Regions from separate parts of the Gasterosteus aculeatus genome. Here region 2 is linked to region 1. Evidence: chromatin contacts called from public Hi-C data. All regions are on one chromosome and are shown on one strand. The core of a region is the stretch at or near the end of the contact, and the rest is flanking DNA. Distances in the headings are between cores, read along the strand shown. Region 1 overlaps fam184ab (family with sequence similarity 184 member Ab). Region 2 overlaps man1a1 (mannosidase, alpha, class 1A, member 1).

What was found. A called contact is a pair of places that touch in the nucleus more often than the background predicts.
Region 2: a contact with region 1 is called in a Hi-C map of skeletal muscle, with 10 times the contacts expected there. The contact joins two enhancer-like sites. A contact is called at or near these places in 5 of 6 Hi-C or Micro-C datasets (liver, skeletal muscle, tail fin and 1 more).

What each region holds. Positions count from the first base shown.
Region 1 is chr18:5,335,928-5,341,743 of fGasAcu3.hap1.1, reverse strand. It overlaps fam184ab (family with sequence similarity 184 member Ab), which reads left to right. Exons shown (of 21, transcript XM_040160480.2): 18 at 1,220-1,366. Among protein-coding and RNA genes, the nearest start is that of ptrhd1, 12 kb to the right of the region's middle. Within about 2 kb of position 2,188, at least 2 of the 9 cell types and tissues checked have open chromatin away from gene starts, as enhancers often do. A contact at or near this core is called in liver, where this site is marked.
Region 2 is chr18:5,452,702-5,458,517 of fGasAcu3.hap1.1, reverse strand. It overlaps man1a1 (mannosidase, alpha, class 1A, member 1), which reads left to right. Exons shown (of 12, transcript XM_040160450.2): 12 at 1-3,219. Among protein-coding and RNA genes, the nearest start is that of fam184ab, 18 kb to the right of the region's middle. Within about 2 kb of position 2,282, at least 1 of the 9 cell types and tissues checked has open chromatin away from gene starts, as enhancers often do. A contact at or near this core is called in liver, where this site is marked.

The DNA of each region.
Region 1 (5,816 bases), core at 939-3,438:
AGCAGGCTGGAGGAATGGCCGAGAAAAAGAAAGCACAAGAGAGAAAAAGAAAAGCCCGGATAAGGAACCCCCCCCCGAGCAGTGTCAGGAGCAATTGATTAGTGAAGTTTGTTTAGGGTAAAAGAAAAAGTGGAATCTATAATCATGTTTTTCACTGGAGCACTATTAATGTTTTTAAAGTGCCATGTGGCTAATATGGCCGAGCTACTCGTATATGTTCTACACGTGAGTTTGTTTGATGACTGCTCCCACGGTGCCTTACCCATTTATTGCTTCATGTGTTGCTGGTCCTTCATATATATGCGTCCTCTCTCTCTCTCTCTCTCTCTCTCTCTCTCTCTCTCTCTCTCTCTCTCTCTCTCTCTCTCTGCTTCCGTTATGTAACTCCCCATCTGAATCCTGGTCACAGGGCTAAAAATAGGCCGATAAATAAATAAAGAGGAAGCAGGGAGAGATAATATGTGCGGCCCTCGGGGAGCCCCGTCAGAGTGAGAGGCGGACAGACATCCTCCTTCAACCCTCACATCCCTTTCCTTTCATCAGCCTTTTTTTCATTTAATTACTATCCTCTTTTATTCCCATTTCCCATCCTCCTTTCTTTTTGCTCCTTTTCCTCCCGTAGTGAAACCCTCTAGTTGTGCAAACCGAACATTTCTGGATAAGATTGGTCATTTACTAAATTTAGTTTTACATTCATTTGTACACTAGTGACTGACAGACCATATTTATGTTTGTGTGCATTTTCATATTATCGTATCTGCGGTCATTTTGTACGTACATTCATAGTACAAAAGGTTTGTTATACTTCAACCACTAAGGGACTTACTTACTCTATCCTAATGTTTGAGTTGACTGTAACTGGTACGGCTTCATTCAAGCAGCTTCATGAAAAGGAAGGATGGTTTAGTGTTGGTATGTTGATATTTTCTTTCTTTCAACCCATGGCACATAACAGCCATGGTCACCAAAGATGTGTCAGAGCTCAATTTTCTATTTGATGGTACTTATATTTCACAAAGTAAAGTCTTAATAGAGCTACATTTATCGGTTCTGTTACTAGTTTCTTTAACAGAAAATGCAATTGTATAATCTGTAAATAATTAAATAAATGGAACACTATGAATTGCTGTTGATTTAACTTACAGTGTATAACTTCTAAAAATGGGGTCCACCTCAGTGAAACTGAGTGACACTTAACCCTCCGCTCTCTTTTCCACAGAGCTCATGAACAAGAGTTGACGAAGAGGCACGAGAGAGAGCTCACTGAAATGAGCGTTGTCCACAGCAGAGAGACGCAGAACATGCTGTCAGACTTCAACAAGGCACAGGAAGTGCTCAAGGACAAGATCTCCGCCCTTCAGATACTGTATGTACACACTGTAAACACACTGTGTGCTTGTGCGGTCTTCAGACCACTGTGCATCAATGAGGGGCACGGACGAGTGACACTTGCGTCATTGTTAAATCATGATTACTGTGTGCAGCAGTCAAACTATTCGTCCTAGATCCAATTGAGCACATCAAATGTGAGAAAAAAGACGTCATCTTTTCCACTCGTCAGTGATCTTACGCAATCACGGCATCATGTGAAAATGTCTCCATGAAATCAAGGGTTTAAGAAAGAGAAACACAAATGCATACGTTGCTTCGAGCTCCTGAATCCATAGTCATGTGGGGGAATGTGCCTTTATTTTGCTAAAACTGTGCACACTTGTTTGACAAGTGTTTTGCAACTTGATACCTGATTTGTATCAAAACCTTTCCTTTTAGGAGTAAAGGTAAGTGTCAGTTTCATACGCTGTATTTTCTCTGAGTCAACATGATGTGCGTCAACATGGTTGCGTCACATAAACTGTAAGAACTGCCAAGCCTGCCGGACATTTTGCTTTTCACATGGCTTGAGCGGGGTCTGATGTGTTTTTTGGTAGTTGATGACCAAAAAACAAAAATGGATTTAACTGTTCAAATGTGTTATTATGTTGCCCCAACTTCTATTTAAAGATAGCTGTCTGAAAGCCCTTAACGGCAGGGAACTGAAATCTTTTTATTGCCCTCTTCAAAGCCACCCTTTACTTTGAAGAACACGGGAATCGCTCCTCTGCCGCTGTCTCGACCGGTTACTCTGGTGTTGATGTGGGAGTTTCCCATCCACACAAACCTGTCCTATCTTATCCAGGGCAGAACATTGCTTCCATGCCGGTACTCCTGTCTGCTTCTGAAAACTCTGAGCACGTCAGCCACTATCTAAGTTATTGTATTATAAACGTAGCAAAAGCCCTAGTGCAGAGACCCAGGTCAGGTCCCTGGAGAACATTCATTTTCACCTGTCCTTGGTGTCATTGGCTCTGGCTGTACTGCGTTGTTGATTTGACGGTTTTGCGTGTCTGATTTGCTTCATTGACACAACCCTGCCTAAAGAGCTCCCTTTTAACCCTCATCACTTCAGTAATGAATGCATTTTATAATGGTAATGGTTTCATTATATACTGAATATTTTGGGCATGAATAGTGTGTTATCATGACGCATGCCAGGAGGTTATTGTTTAGGATTTCACTCCCCTGGTGAGGTCATTTTCAGTGGTTGAGAAATAGAACATTGGAATTATTCACTTTTGAAAAAAGAAAAGCTCAGCTGTTTGGCAAAATGTATTCTGCCAAATGAAGTAACTTCCGTTGACAGATCAAAAATCCTTCGGCGTAGGCCTCGCAGGGATCAAAGATCGAAGTTATATAAGTATGGAATAAAGATCAAGAATGTTTAGCTCAGTAAGTAAAGAAGACAATCATTTTTTTACTGAATACGTAGAAGTGAATTTATATTATTGATGACATGCAGTGGGAGTGTAGGAAGTGATGAAGCAAATGCTGCAATGTATCGATAGAAGGGAAGAACACAAGAGAAAGCTGTGGGGATGCAGCACGTTGAGCAAAAGAGTGTGCATGAGATGTGACGTTGCTGTGAATCTCTGAATGCCGGTGCATTCAGAGCAGAGGATGGATGGAGAAAGAAATGAAGAAAGGAGTTGAAAGGTACATTTTGCCGCTGGGCAGTGGAGGATGTCGGGTCAGAAGGGAAATTAACCAAACCTCAAGAGAAAACAATAGTTTCTGAGATGGAGAGAAGAACATTGATATAAAAGAGAATAAGATTTTTTAAAAAGAAATGGCATATGGAAAACTCTTGTGGGTGTGTGTTGGATTCAGAAGACGTGCGGCCAGCTAACATCCTCATCAGAGCTGACCTCCTTTTACTTTGAGTCAGCCGGGAGCAAAGCGCCACCTGCCTGACCAAAGAGGACGTGCATCTATTCAGAGCATGTTTGCTGGGAAATATTAACATCTATAAAAAAAATCCATATTAAGACTTAATTAAGACTGTTACTACACAAACACTAATGCACAATATCTATTTATATAGAGGGTGTGACGTACAATGGACAATTAGAGACCTAAAAACACAAACGTAAAAAAGAAAATAATCCACAAAATTTGACAAGGAAAGTCAGGAATCCATTGGCTCATTTAGCACACCCCTGTCATAGATAGATAACACCATTAGAGCAGTGCAGAGTGCAAATTTCACACCTCTGCCAGGTGTGTATTTTACAAATGAATACAACCCAAAATTGTGATCGAGACATTCATGTCTCCCTCTGGACATATTGCAATTACTTTGTTCAGGACTTAACTTTTCATTACGCATCATTATCATATGTAACATAAAGGCTTAAGGCTCCAGTCCTGGCTCCGCGGCTCGTTCCCCCGAATCCTCCAGTCCCGGCTCCCCGGCTCGTTCCCCCAAATCCTCCAGTCCTGGCTCCCCGACTCGCTCCCCCGACTCCCCCTGTCCCGGCTCGTTCCCCCGACTCACACAGCTAAAACTAGGATAACCAATAGCTACAGGGGCTGTTCAGTGTTACAGGGCTACTGCACGTGGATTTTTGCCTGACACAATGTGACTGATGTTTAGTGTTGATCAGAGTGATGGCAAGCTGCAAGAAAGACTGGATGCGTCTGGTTGTTTTAGCGTACAGTGGTCTGTGGCTCCATAGTGGATGGAACGGGTAGTTTCCTGGGGGAGGGGGGGTCGCCATGAATGAGTCCTGAAAAGGAAGCCAGGAAGCACCGAAGTAAATTTATTTTGATACAGACAATTTCTGCAAGTCAAGTAGATCAACAAGACAGAATTCTTAAAAGACAGCTAGGAATTGAGCTGCAGTATAAGGGAGAGTGTCCACAAAGCATTTACACCGGCAGGGCCTTTCTGAGAAGGACGGAGATCAGTGCTCAATGAGAGTGCTCGGACCCCCTGATGCTCCCTGTATGTCGCATACCTAGTTCCTGCCAGGCGCAGACACTGGGTCAGCAGCAAAGGAGGCTCTGATGCTCAGGCCACCCACAAAATGACCCGTCTCACGGGAGCAGCCCGATAAATTGTCTGTCGGGGGGACAGACGGACCAGCACAACGGCAGACAGTTCATCTGATGGAAAGTGCAGATCAGCGTGTATCTGTATCACTGAGCGGGGAGCTAGAATGGCTGCTCCTGTCCAGCACCATTCACTCCTTTGGCAGAGCTTGGTTTATCTGGAAGACAAGCTGTCACGGCGCCTGGCCTTTACAAGAGTGCGACTTCAACCTGTGGCATAAATGTCACACAGACCCCCCCCCCCCCTCAGCCGCTTGGGATGTGACGGTGTGGGAGGTAGAAGGCTGTTCAGCTCACTGTCACATAAAGAATCGGTGAAACAGCTGAACATGCTGGGAAAACGCTCTGCGGCCCTCCAGAAATGTAGTTCCATGATTCGTTTTCAATTTTACGTTTGTTTGTTTATTTTTGTTTAAACAAACAAGTCATTTTCTTGCTATTATTGTTGCCCCTTCAAGGATCAGCTCGTCTGCTCAGCGATCTTTAGCGGTTGTTGCGTTTGGGTAAAATGGAGTGTGAAAAGAGCCTGAGGGAGGATTTCTCGGAAAAAACCCTTTAAAAAATGACTTTGGGATAGTAACTCATAACACTGCTTGGACGGTGAGGGGAGAAGATTGCAGGAAAGGGAAGAAACTGGCGATAATCACTGTCTTATTGATCAAAAGCTAATGAAAAAGTAAAGTACGTTCTCTCATCTTTTTACTCCCTGTAGTACCTTTTTATTCCATTCTCTCGTAAATTGTCCTTATAACACACCCACACAGTCCAGCTGGCTCCTACTCTTTTTAGATGTGTAGTTAAAAGTTAATGTTCAATACATTGATGATGGACTCTTCTCTCAGGATGAGTGTCTTTGCACAGGTGGTGGATATTCAGATCCTGTACTTATACCACACTGTAAAAGTACTCCACTAGGAGTGAAAGTCCTGCATTCAAAATGGTACTGCAGAATGTGTATGTGAGTGTTATCAACTAAAAGTATGAAAAGCGAAAGTACTGTGCAGTGAGACATGTCAGTATTTTACTGTTAAATATTGTGTTTTGGGATATACAGTATATTACTGCTGCGTTCATGTCTGTTGCATTATACTGCTGTAGATGTTTCAGATCCTTTATATACTTTTGGCTGGTTTAATCATCATCATGTATTTGTAGCATCGTTAAAATATAAAAATAACTTCTTGAGCTCAGAAAAGCCCGTTTTCAGCTTCGTGCCGATGCCTTTTTTAGCTGATCCAAGAGGCTCTTTAGAGTTTATTTAGCTTATGCTTCATCCCTCAGCTTATTACAAACATTGAAATGATTCTTTTTTTCACATATTTTCACCAGGCAGTAAGGGTATGAAATATTAAAATCTGAAAAGTAAAGCTGTCAGATAAATTCAGTGC
Region 2 (5,816 bases), core at 1,033-3,532, 120 kb before region 1:
GAGGCACGATGTATCGGCCTGGCAGTAATTTCACTCCCTCCCCAGGCCCGCTACCACCACCACCTCTCACCCGGTCTTCGTCTCGCTTTTTGGAACCTAGATTTTGTTCTCCTCCTCACATAATTCAGGGGATTGACGAATACGGGGCTTTATTCAATGCCAAAAAACAACAAAAAAAAGTGATTAAAGGGTTCTGACAGTAAAAAGCATGAAGATGCGTTTGACTGTGAGATGTGCTAGGTCGAGGAGCCCTGCGGATATTGAAAGGAATACGTTTGGTATCGATATCCCATAAAACACCCTCTGCAGATGTTAATACCAAGAAGCTTGTAAGAACCCAAACTGAAAGTCTCCCCCAAAGATCAAACCTACAAGCAAACCTGCTTCCTGTCTGCGTCCACCGGTTGTGGCGCGGGGCGGCCTGCAGGACCTTCCCTCCTCTGTGAGGAGATGCTGTCACAGTCCACCCCCCCCCCCCCTCTGCATAAGCCACGCTGACTCCAAGCAGCTTTACCATTCCGCTACCGTGAAAACTATTGTGTTCTTGCCGTTGGTCATTTTTCCTCAAACTACCAAATCATCCAAGTGGGTTATTTAGTTGGAGTTAGATTTCTCTGCAGCCGGATCAAATCCAGTTTAGTTTTCCATTTAGTGCCTTCACTATTGGGAACGGGGAGTCGGAGCCAGCAGCAGCTCACACTCGGAGTGAAAGTCCCCCTGTCCCTTCAGGATCGTAGCAAAACAACACACTGACGGAGAATTTCTGCTTTTTTAGGACTTGATATGTATTGTAGCTTTGGTTTAAGAGTAGCCCAAAGTCCAAAGGTCCATCTGAGGATGACAAAGTGATTCTTTTCTGGCTCCAGAGGGCAGTGATTAAAAGCTGGGATTGATTCCCTGGCCCACACTGACATCTAGTGGTGGGATCTTGGGCTGAGTAACACCTGTCTGGAGTCAAACATTCTGGTGGGAATCACATGTATATCGGGCACTATTAAATGATGTTGTTGATTTTCCAAACTGTTGGAAGAAGTCTTAAATCCCTCAATTTTAAATCTGCATCCCTGGATCTTTTAAGAGTTTCTATTCGGTTCCTTTTTGGCGGTTTGAAAAGGAAAAGTCCGTAATCTTTTGGGGACACCTGCTAGATGCTACTGGGACTCGTGGTTTTAGCGTTAAACCAAATTTGAACCAAACAATGCTGTGATGGAGTCAAGTCTCAAGTGGAACGCCCCGTACATCCAAATCTGTTGATTTACCTGTTGGACGACGTTGTGATGAGTAGTTTACACTTTATTAAGCTGTCTAAATGTAGAAGCGAAAAGGGTTAGGAGACTCACTCATTCAGCTTCATAAGGAAATGTTCAAATACAAAGAGTTTGAGCTGCAAACACTGATCACAAAGCTTAGCTGGATGTCCAACACAAGCTGAGCTGTGCTCCTCACTGTACAGACGGCCGCGTCCTCGGGTTTAATCCCTGGTGTTTGTTTGGTTCCAGTTGATTCGGAGGCATTTATTACCCATGTGGTGTTGTCTTGTAACCGTTGATTTTTGCTGATTGTGTTAATTTATTCTGTAGAGGTGAACAGAGGACTTTAGGGTTTGGAAGCTGACACCCAGGTGGCACTGTGGCTTCATAACTGGACCTTAAACCTTTTGTGGGCAATTGCATATTTGTCCACCTAATAAAAAAAGAAAGAAAGAAAGAAAAAAGACATTCCGAACTGATGTCGGAACACGATTAAAAGGTCCTCTGGGTCTTTTATTTGTTGACATCAACGATTCAACAATGTACATTACACAATGTCTCAAGATGATTACACATATAGATGTTTAGAGATATAGAGATACATACTGATGCTATCGGCAAGGAACTGTTGCTACACATGCAACCTTTTAAAGTGATGTTAGCAGAATAATTTGGTTGATTCCAGAGAGATGAACCTGGGATCAACCAAACAACTTTACAGCAGGATTGAATCGTATGAATGTACCATCCAATGTGAAGTGAAGAATATTTTATGTGCTTTTTTTCTTTTCTTTTTGTGCTCTTTGTGCTCACTTCTCTGTGCTTTTGGGTTTGTTTGTTTTTGCTTTGTGTCATCTCGGAAAGCACAAAAATGCATGAACGAGGCGGAGAAGAAGCAGCGACGACATGCCGTTAATGTAGGAAGTGATCCACGTCCGCCATGCGAGGCCAATCGCTGCACATTACACTGTTCTCCTGTCCGACACAGATGGAGAACCATGGAGGTACAGGAATATTCAGCAACAAAGTACAAGCCAGATCTGTTGTATCCTTCACTGTACAGTAGTGTGGAGACACCAGAACTGCTTTATACGAATACAGAGAAGAAGCTGCTTCTGAGCTTCATCTCAGTTTTGGTTGAAATGGAGACACTGAGTCAGCTGCACCAGCTCGCAGAGATTCAAATCTTTAGAGGCGTGATGACATGCGGTTGGATATCCGCTGGGAGCCGCGCTGGGGAACATGAGCAGATTTTGTGGTTTCCGCTCACGGGACGCCGGTCCGGTCCTAAAGAGGAAGCTTTTTCCGTTTGAGCCGTCGCTGTGAGATCTGCTTCCGCCTCAGAGTGACATCACGCTCGTTTCCATACGCAGAATTTATTTTGATTTTTTTTCCAACAAGGTTGAAATGTCTTTTTGGTGATTTTCTGAATATTGTGTTGATGATCTGTTTCGTTCCAATGACTGTTTATTGGTGGATATTAAAGGGGAATGCCAACTTATGAATTCTAACAGAAGTGGATCCTAGTGAACAGGCACCACTTGGGAAACTTCTAATTTATGAACACTGAAATCTTTAATCTTCACCCGAGTGGTGTTTGATCACTTTACATAACTGACCGGTCAACATAGACAGAATTTGTAAAACGGTTGGCGTTTCCCTTTAAAGGTTTACTTATGTGAAATCAACCTCAGAAATCTTTCTGTACAAAATATTGCTGATAATCATTCCATTGCACATAGTTTACGTTGCGTTTTAATGCAAAATCTTAATTTTGTGGGGAAATCTGTTTTATTGTGTTAATATTATTGAAAAATGTAAATATTCCGTTCTGGCAAATGGGCCGTTCTACATTTATATAAAAAAAATCTTCTGAGTTTATCGATTAAAATGATATTAATAAGCAGGAGACTTTTTAATAAACTATATTTGTTACACTTCTATTGTGAATAAAATAATCTTTTAATAAGCGTTGGTTTGAGATTTTGTTCTTTCCGACCTGCTTCATTTAACGTTTCAGCTTATCTGAACACATTCACTTATTCATTTGCAGTTTTTACTGACTTCAATGTTTCGAGCCGGGAATAAAATCTGAAGTTAATAAACGATCACATGCTAATGATATTCCTGCAATTTGTGCTGATTAACTGATCAATTCCTGAGAGCTTTAACATGTTTGCTGTAAACCCTTCTTCCTCCCCTTCAAAAGAAAACCCTTTGCCACACAAAATATTATGCAGAAACAACAACTGATTCATTTTGAATAAATGCCCGTATGAGTCACCGTTTGTGCTCGCTGTGTGCCGGTCGGCTGTGAGTGAAGCATCGAAGCTCTCCAACAAATGAGTCCAAAGAATAAAGAATGCAACGCCGGGTCATTTTTGTTTTAGAGTTTCAAAAAAATGACTAATTAGGACGCGACCAACACCAACCACAGGCACCAGAATTTACCATATATATATATATATATATATATAAAATAATATATATATATATATGTTATATATATTATTATTACTTATTATTATTAATATATATATATATATATATATAATAGGGTGTGAAAGCCTTTATGTCCATCAGGAAGGAAGCAAGTTAGCCCCTGAGTTAGGATTTTGTTTCAGCATGTTTGTCATGAAACTTTTGAGTGAGTTTCAACACAAAAGGAAGGAAAAGAGGCCACAGATTTTCGAATAATAGCCCTCAGCCTGGTGTGAAGGTCATCCGTAGTTCTTCACTACCTTCGAAATGATTTAAATATCCCAAGTTCCTAAAATAATCTTCACGCAGGTACGTTTAATGCTGTCGTGCACCAAGGAGCCATTTCCCCAAACCGCAAGTCCTACATTAGAATAAATCCCAACTAACGAAGTCACCGCTTTGATCCATAAGTACACGTGTAATGTGTATGTATCCATACATACACGTATAATGTATATTCATTTAGAGCTATTTTGTCTTTTCCTTGTATGGAAAATCCCAAAGAAGCCATCAAAATATTTGTATGCCTCACCTTCGCTTTGGCTATCGGCCTCTACAGGAAGCACAATAGAGAGATGCATCAGGCGCACCGAGGCCGCTCGCTTTCCAGACTAATTCTGAGTCTCTTATCTCCCCACCGAGAGATGGAGAAGGTTGCTCTTATCTGACTGAGCCGTCGCTGTGGGACACGAGCTAAATAACAAATGATAATTCAGAACAATGGCTCATCTTTTATCACCTCTGCAGTCTCCCACAAAGATTAAAAAATAATAATAATACAGCCCATCTGTTCTGTATCTTTTATTGCGTTCAGAGGACTGAGAATAATCCGGTCAAGTTGTTTTTTTGTTTGTTTTTTACACAATGCACAAAGATAAAGTATAAATATCGCTGCGAGCAGCTTTCCTCAGGAGAGAAGTCACGTGTTACCAATCAAGTCTGTCCCCGTGGTGTGGACAGTGAGTAATCATCTGCAGTTATATCTTCATTTCTTAAAAGCTTCCTGTTCTTTCTGACACCAATTTCTAAATACAGTGTGGGTTAGAAAATGGACTCTCAGGCCTCAGAGGATGAGCGTTATTTAGAGGTAAGAGAAGATAAATCACCCAGCAGAGAGGGGCCCTTCTTCGCCGACGGGCTCGTGTTCCGTGGGACTTGAGGTGGGACAGACTTATTCATAAAATCCACCCTGTGTGGAGGGAATTAGCCCAAATTCTGCCTGTGCCTTCTTAAAATGAAGCATACGGTTTGAGTAGAGGTACATAAAAGCACTCATTCACAGCACACATCTATTTTTCAATCTGAAAAACAGAAAAGCAATAACTACAGAAAAACAAGTATGGTCTAGGTGACATAATAGCAAATACTGTTGGACCCCATGGAGCTCATTTTTTTGAGGATATTAATTGAGGTTGTAACACAAAGTACTATTGATCACCACCAGAGGGCAGCAGAGGACCATAAGAACAGCAACATGTTAGTTTTTTCCCACTCCAAAAATGGTTTTAGGTGTTTCCACTTAAGATCAGAATGATTCCTATTAAGTATTTTATATTCATAATTAAAAATTAAAACAACCGTTTCCTTGTTCAATTTAAGGTCCCTAACCACCAGCTCGATGTCTAAACACCCAGAAGCCCCCTGTGCAGCTCACCGTCCCGTTGCTCCCAGGCTAAGGTGCTTTGCCCTCAGGCAGTAAAAGAGTAGCACACAAAGGAATGGAACTTTTTTGATATTATATTCGTATTTGCAGACGGTTGCTGCTCATCCTTTGTATTACACATGTTCCCCTCACCCCGAAGCTCGACGCACAGATCTGAGTTGCATATTGCAGCAGTACAAACCGAATTTATCAAATTCTATGAGGCATTGAAGCCTCTTTCTTCAGTTTCCTGTCAAAAGGCACAAAAGTTCACCTTTGAATAAACCCATTGTTCTGGCCAAATCTGGTTTAGGATTTTTCCACCCTTGAGAGAAAATCAAGCTGTGATAGAAATCTGTTGCACAACAAATGCCTTTCCTTGGTTTTATTTGTCTGGATTTTGAAATGTACAAGTATGCTTTCTGCTAATGCAGAGCACAACG